Regions from separate parts of the Sus scrofa genome. Here region 1 is linked to region 2. The links are chromatin contacts, called in public Hi-C maps. All regions are on one chromosome and are shown on one strand. The core of a region is the stretch at or near the end of the contact, and the rest is flanking DNA. Distances in the headings are between cores, read along the strand shown. Region 1 holds the start of GATA4 (GATA binding protein 4). Region 2 holds the start of MTMR9 (myotubularin-related protein 9).

Region 1 (3,485 bases), core at 792-3,291, 430 kb before region 2:
GCTATCTCTCCAGGTCCTCCCCAGAGGCTCCAGGCAGGAAGGCAGAGCGCCCCCCCTCCCCCGCCCCCGGGGGTGCCGTCTGGCTCCCCCATGAGGGGGAGGGGGAAACTGACAGCCACGGCCCCTTCCCCGGCGCCACATCCACGGTTAATCAGTTTACCTGGGATGTGTATTTGGCTGGACACCCCTGGGGACCTTCCCTGGCCACCCAGGGTCAAAGGATAACTTAAAAGCTCTTCAAAGCCTGGACCCTTTTCCGAGCCAGCCCAAGACTGGAGACCTGGGAGGGACAAGCTTGATGCTTCAAAGTGAGAACAAATGCGGAAGGATTTAGCACTTAGTAGGCAGTCAATAAATGTTAACTTTGTTTCTCAAGTCTGGGCTTTCTCTCCGCGACAAAAGCTGCCATGTCCATCCAAACCCGATCCCATCCCTTGTTGAAATTCCACAGGACTAGAGGTCCCATGCATTTTGAACTCGAGTTGCCACTTCCCTTTTTTCTCCCAGCCAGAAGCGCCGCCGAAGTCTTTCTTGGTACTTCATTCAGTTCATCTGTAAATCCGGGCAAGGGGCACAGGCTTGCGGTCCTTCCCAGGTCTGACATTCAAAGGAGATAGAAAATTGTGCCCAGCACGATTATTTCTAACCCCAGCCCTCGGGGACAAGAGGAGACTCAACTGTGAATCTGCGGCAAAGTCTCCACTTAAGTCCGACATTATAAAGAAGCGGCTCTGGGCTTCCGGTGTTCTGACACCGACCAAGGGTACGCTTCCGACGAAGCCCTGGGCACCTCCATCCACCGACCAACACAATGTCACAACACGCTCGGGCCCCCAGGCACCCGCCTCACACCTCGTGCTGGCCCCGGTTCAACCCATCTCCATTGCTCCTCTGGTCCCTCGTTTGTTCCCGGTGTGAAATCCACGACCGGAAAATCTGCCACCGCAAAGTATCCTCCAGCTTGGATGCCAAATGGCCCAGAAGATCGTGGGCCTAAGCCTTGTAATCAGTCCCGGGCTGGGGCTCTGAGCCGGGCCAGGAGGAAGCGGGCGCAGCAACCCGGTGGTCGCAGCGCAGTGCACCGAGGGCTCGAGGGGCGCACGGCGGCCCAGTCACCCGAGGCCTGGGGCTGCGCGGAGGACGCACTCAGACCCGTATCCCTGCAGCTTTCTCTCCCTTCCAGAAAAGGATCTAGAGGACACGCCCACCCTCACCTAAAATAACTGGGCTCCGGGGGCTGTGCCCTTCACCGCCACCATCGCCCTGGCCTCCAAGTTGTCCTCCCGTTTGCTTTCCTCAGAAACTCGCGCAACCCTCTCCTCACCCCCCCCCCCACATACTTGTTTAAAATTAAAAGTCCCTAACAGGAATCATGACGGCCCCCGTTCCCTACCAACTGCCCGGGTACTCGCGCTCAGCACTCACCGAGATTAGGGTGTCGGGCGGCGGGGTTGGCCCGGCCGGGCAGGCTGTGCAGGACCGGGCTGTCGAAGGGACCGGCGGAGGCGGCGGCGGCCGCGGCCCAAGACGCTCCCACGTCGGCCATGTAGGCGGGGTAGGGGCTGGAGTAGGAGCCCGCGAAGCCGGCTCGCCCATACTGCTCGCGGCCCGCCAGGCCCGCGCCCGCCGCCCCGCCGCCACTGCTGTAGGCCGCGGCTTCCCGGGCCGCGGCGGCGGCGGCGGCGGCGGCCAAGGACCCGGTGGTGCCCGGGAAGGAGAAGCGCGGCGACACGGGCGGCGGGGTGTAAGCGGCTCCCTCGGCTCCCGCCTGGCTCCAGCCCGGGCTGCCCTGCTGGGTCCCGGGCCCAGCGCCCGACGGCGCGGCACTGGAGCTGCCGCCCGAGGCGGCCCCGGCCGCGGCGCCCCCGCCTCCGCCCTGGAGGTAGGACAGGCCGAGCACAGAGGAGGGCACGCGCGGCGTGGGCACGTAGACGGGCGAGGACGCGGCGCCTGCGCTGTGCATGAAGGGGCCCGGGCCGCCCGCCTCATAGGGCCCCGGAGGCGGGCCGTGGTTGGCGGCCATGGCCAGGCTCTGGTACATCGCCCCGCGCGCTCGCAGCGTCCGAGTCCTCGGGCCAAGAAGCAAGGCGGGGAAAGAAAATAATAACAAAAAAATATAAATACGAATAATAATGTACAGGCGAGGGGCTGTCACAAAAACGAAGATCAAAAATCAAAGGTAAAAAACCACAAATCCTTCAAAAAATATGTACGTATTAAATAAATCCAGCAAAAGCGTCTAAGCTCGGGTTTACTCAGAAAAATCCCAAATTGAATTTGTGGTCGTTCCCAGGGGTGGTGAAGGAAGAGCCGAATCCACTGCAGGGCCTGGAGGTCCCGGAGACGGAGGGAAGCGCCTGGGCGTGGGTGTGGGGCTCCCGCCGGTCTCACGCGGGCCGGGCTGGTCCCTGCGAGGCGCCGCCGTTTTCAGGGCACCCAGGCCTGGGGCGCAGGGTGCGGTAAGCTGGCTCCAAGGCCGAGGGGCCCGGCTGGCTCCTTTCCTCCGCGATGCAGCCGCGGTCCTAAGGGAGAACGACATAGAGGGAAAAATGTTCATCTGGATTTTTCGGAGCTCATTTCCCCTAAGCCTGATAGCTTCTTCCGCCCTGCAAACAAAACCGCCAGTCTTGGGGGCCCAGCTTCGGAGGCCACACGGTTCCGTGGGAAGCTGTTCTGCAGAGGCCATGGAGTCTGGTTACCTGAGGGACGCCATGGGGAGCGGCGCCTTAGAAACGGGACTTCTTGGTTATTGGACGTCTAACTATTTGTTGTGATCTCAGGTTTGTTTTTGTTGTTGTTTTTTGTATTGCTTCTTAGGAAGAACTTTAATTTTACCTTATTGCTAGCGTATTCTTGTTATAATATTTTAAAAGTCCAAGTGTTTCGGGTTTTCCTGCCGTGCCTAGTTCCCAGGAAATCTCGCTCATCTCTGTTATCCTACCCTTCCGCAACTGATCCTGGCCATGAAAGAACTTTATTGCCTATGGAAGACAATGACAAACTTTATAAAAACCAGAAACGTATGAAATTGTTCTTCGCAATTTTTTTTTTAACTAGAGGCAGAGTCTAAACATTTATAAATGAGCACAGCGTCTGCTAAATCTCGGTGAAAAGGTTTGTGGAATCTCTTGTCCATACACTATGTAGACATCAAATCAGACAAGACACACGTTTCTTGCAAACAGTTTTATTTTGGAGATTTTGCAGACTAGATATTAAGATGAGAAAAGTGAGGGTCACTTTGCAAAAAACTACAGTATTCACTGGACCATACCACTTCACTGAATAGAATTTTCATATGGAATCACTGCTCCACCTGTGTAGGGGATCAGAACACCAAAGAAACTGCTTCAGGGAAAGAACAGTTTGAAGGACTTGCTTATATCCTTGCATCCTGTGTTTTGATTTCACCAGGCAATTTTTCTGATAAAACTAAGAGCTCCATATTCTGAAGCGCCTGCTTGGTTTCAGTTCATTTTTCTCCA
Region 2 (3,350 bases), core at 343-2,842:
TTTTACACAGGAGAATGTGATTTCAGGAGTTCAGCAGGATCCCTCTGTTTGAAACCATAACTCTATCACCACTTCCTCATATAGTGTTTAACTTCTATTGTTAGATAGTATTTTCCCTTAAGGTGTACCCTCTCTAGGAATCTTAATATCCTAATTCTCCTGAGAGGTAATTGAAAAAGCTGATGTCAATCATTTATATCTTAGTGTAAATTGGATAACCAATTGACCTTCTTTGGGCTACATTAAGTACACAGAGCCTCTGGGAATTGTGATGATAAAAGATAACTTTATGACTCTGAGACACTACCCTGGAAGGACAGAGTGGGATGCAAAAAAGAGGTTAATTAATGCCTTGGTTTAAGAGCCAATTGTGTTCTTTCCAAAAGCAGAACAAAGATAAATAGAAGACGTTATAATCTCCCATAATGGGAAGTGTTAAGTTGATGACTTGGAAAATAAAAGTAAGGAGAAATATGATAAACTGAACATTTTTAAGAGGGGGGAAAGGTTTTGTGGCATTTATACTGAGTTGAGTTTTGCTCAGAAGTGGCAAGTAAAGATTTCACCAAAATCACATCAATCACAACTTCATGAACTATGATGGACAATTAATATTCAAGGAATATGATGGTGAAGAAGAAATTTTAAAAGAAAACGTTGCAAATCCACCCAAATAGTGGTATATACCAAAAATGGCAATCAGGATAAAAAAAAACCACGTGATACCCCTGGGAATTCCAGTTAGATTTAACAGAAACCACATATCTCATTTGGATGGTTTTCTGCTTTCTAAAACTCAAATCCTCAATCTGGACTGGAGGAGGCTCGTTCTGCTGGCTAGTTGGGCGACAGGAGGCGAAGAAAACACTGGGGCACGTTCTCGCAGACGTGCACCTGACGACCCCACTTTCCCCGCAGAATAGGGAGGGGGTGGGGTAGGCACTCACCGCTTGTCGATGGCGTCGATGTTTGAATGGAGGAGCCACAGCTCCTCCGTGTTGTCCTGCCTGGACGACAGGATCAGGTGGTGACCAGTCAGACACAAGGTCCCCTCGACGGCCGGGTAGAAAGGCCGGTGCAGCACCACGTTGTCCACCCGCGGCGTCTTAATCAGCTCCGCAAACTCCATGTTCCCCAGCGGCCGGAGCCAGGGGACTGCCGAGTCCGGGAGGTGCGAGAAGGTTACACCGCCGCAGGGCTGAAGGGAACGACCCGGCACTGGGCAGGCCGGAGGGGCGGGAGCCGGGGCGGGGTGGCCGCGCCCCGCCCCAAGCCGGGGTAGGCGCGGCGAGGCCCCTGGCCACCGTCACTGGCCAGTGAAAGATCTGGGCTGGGCCAGGCCGAGCGTCTCTGCCACACCGCTCAGTCCCCGCCCCAGGCCGAGGACTCGTGTAGTGAGGACGCTCCGCGACAAACCCAACAGCTACCGCCGCACCTAGGGACCCGGCCCCGGGTGGGAAGGATGCAAGGAGGAGGAGGAGGCCGCCCTAGGGTCAGAGTCTAAAACTGAGACCCTAAGGACTCCTGGCGGAAGTAGCTGCTCGCAGCGGGAGCCTAGAGCAACTCCGGGCGGAAGCGGCGAGCTTGAAATTCATATGACAGGAAGTCAGACTCGGATGTCTGACCCCCGCCTATGTCCTATGAAAATGCCTCCGGATATACAGCCGGAACTGAAGATTTGTGTTCCTAGTAGGAAAAAGCTCTTTGTCCGTATGCCCCCCACTGCATCCGCCACCCACACAAATATTTCTTAGGAGAAAAGGCCGAGGGAAAAGGGACGGTAAGAAGAGGTCCCTGATCTGCCTTCTTCCACTTGAGTAGTAATTCTTCAAGTAATCGTCTTCAGAGCGGAAGGCTGCTGTTAATTGTGACGATTTTCATCCATTCGCGGTGAAAAGGCGGCAGGTGGGATCGAACCGGTGATTATGACTCCAGAGACGCTCTAGGTGTAAGGGAGGGGCAAGGACGGATGCCGCAGGGGTTGTGACCTTGAACAAACACCTGTGAGAGGGGGGACCTAGGAAGAAATACATACAATACACAGAAAAGGAAGCGATGTCCTGTACGGAAGCTCCAGTGACTTCCAAAACACGGCTAATCTGTAGCGGCTCTTTCAATCTAGGTCTATGAAATCCAAGGCACTGGGCATTGTTCACCACTGCACTGTTTCGCCATTGAATACAATCCAACGAAACTACTTCCAGACGCCTAGATTATGCCAGGAAGCAACAGAGAAGGGAGACCGAGGAGAAATGATTTATAAAGCTTTTTTTTTTTTTCCTTGACTTGGAATTTTTGTTGTTTTCCCACTGTGTAGTTCATCATAGCAATTACCAGTTGTGGACGGGAAAATTTACTTACAAAATGAAAAATTAGGGAAAGTGTTATGGAGAAGTTAGAGTAAGATTTACAACCCGCATGAAGTGTAGCCAAGATAGCTGACGAGTTTGATGATGCCTACTAGAACTAAGGAAAAATTCTTTAGAAATTTCGTGACTTCTTCCTGAAAAAGAGCCTATGGAAAGAATATAATATCATTAATTTTTTTTTTATCTTTTTTTGCTATTTCTTGGGCCGCTTCCGCGGCATATGGAGGTTCCCAGGCTAGGGGTCCAATCGGAGCTGTAGCCACTGGCCTACGCCAGAGCCACAGCAACGCGGGATCCGAGCCGCGTCTGCAACCTACACCACAGCTCACGGCAACGCCGGATCGTTAACCCACTGAGCAAGGGCAGGTACCGAACCCGCAACCTCATGGTTCCTAGTCGGATTCGTTAACCACTGCGCCACGATGGGAACTCCGTAAATTTTAAAATGTTTAATATTCCATTAAGGCATAAACTCTTTTTGCCCACGAGAGAAAACTGTCAATATTATGCTGGACTGTAATAATGAAATACCGGAAACTATTAGAAAATGACATCTTCTCTGGGTTGAAACTTCAAGCATAGAAAGCCCTTGTGATCTGAAGAAAACATTCAATAATAGAGACTAAAGGAGGTAGGGAGCAAAATAGGTTAACTTACTATATGAGCAGTAGATGGCAGAGTTCAACAGTAATGGGATAGGCATTCGCTCTTAAGTGAAGCTGTAGTCAAGTAAGTTATAATCTGAACTCCTGGGTATAAGGGTCTCAGAGGATTCTGATAAACCAAATAAGATGATGGCATTTATAATGTACAGAAAACAGTCGACACCTTACAGATATGATTGTTATCATTTTATCTGATAATAAATGGCACTCATATGTAAACATTGAGGTGTTAACTAGCATGTCTTAAGTGCCAACTTGATCATCACCACTGTGGGGAATGGAGCATCTCAGCTGGAAAAGGCACTGCCTCTGTGCG

The links. A called contact is a pair of places that touch in the nucleus more often than the background predicts.
Region 1: a Hi-C map of heart right ventricle shows a contact between it and region 2, with 2.2 times the contacts expected there. The contact joins the promoter of GATA4 here to the promoter of MTMR9 in region 2. A contact is called at or near these places in 2 of 47 Hi-C or Micro-C datasets (heart right ventricle and liver).

Annotation. Positions count from the first base shown.
Region 1 is chr14:14,887,209-14,890,693 of Sscrofa11.1, reverse strand. GATA4 (GATA binding protein 4) reads right to left here and starts at 2,041. Exons shown (of 6, transcript NM_214293.1): 1 at 1,426-2,041. The coding sequence starts at 2,041.
Region 2 is chr14:14,456,216-14,459,565 of Sscrofa11.1, reverse strand. It overlaps MTMR9 (myotubularin-related protein 9), which reads right to left and starts at 1,592. Exons shown (of 10, transcript XM_021072388.1): 1 at 948-1,592. The coding sequence starts at 1,129.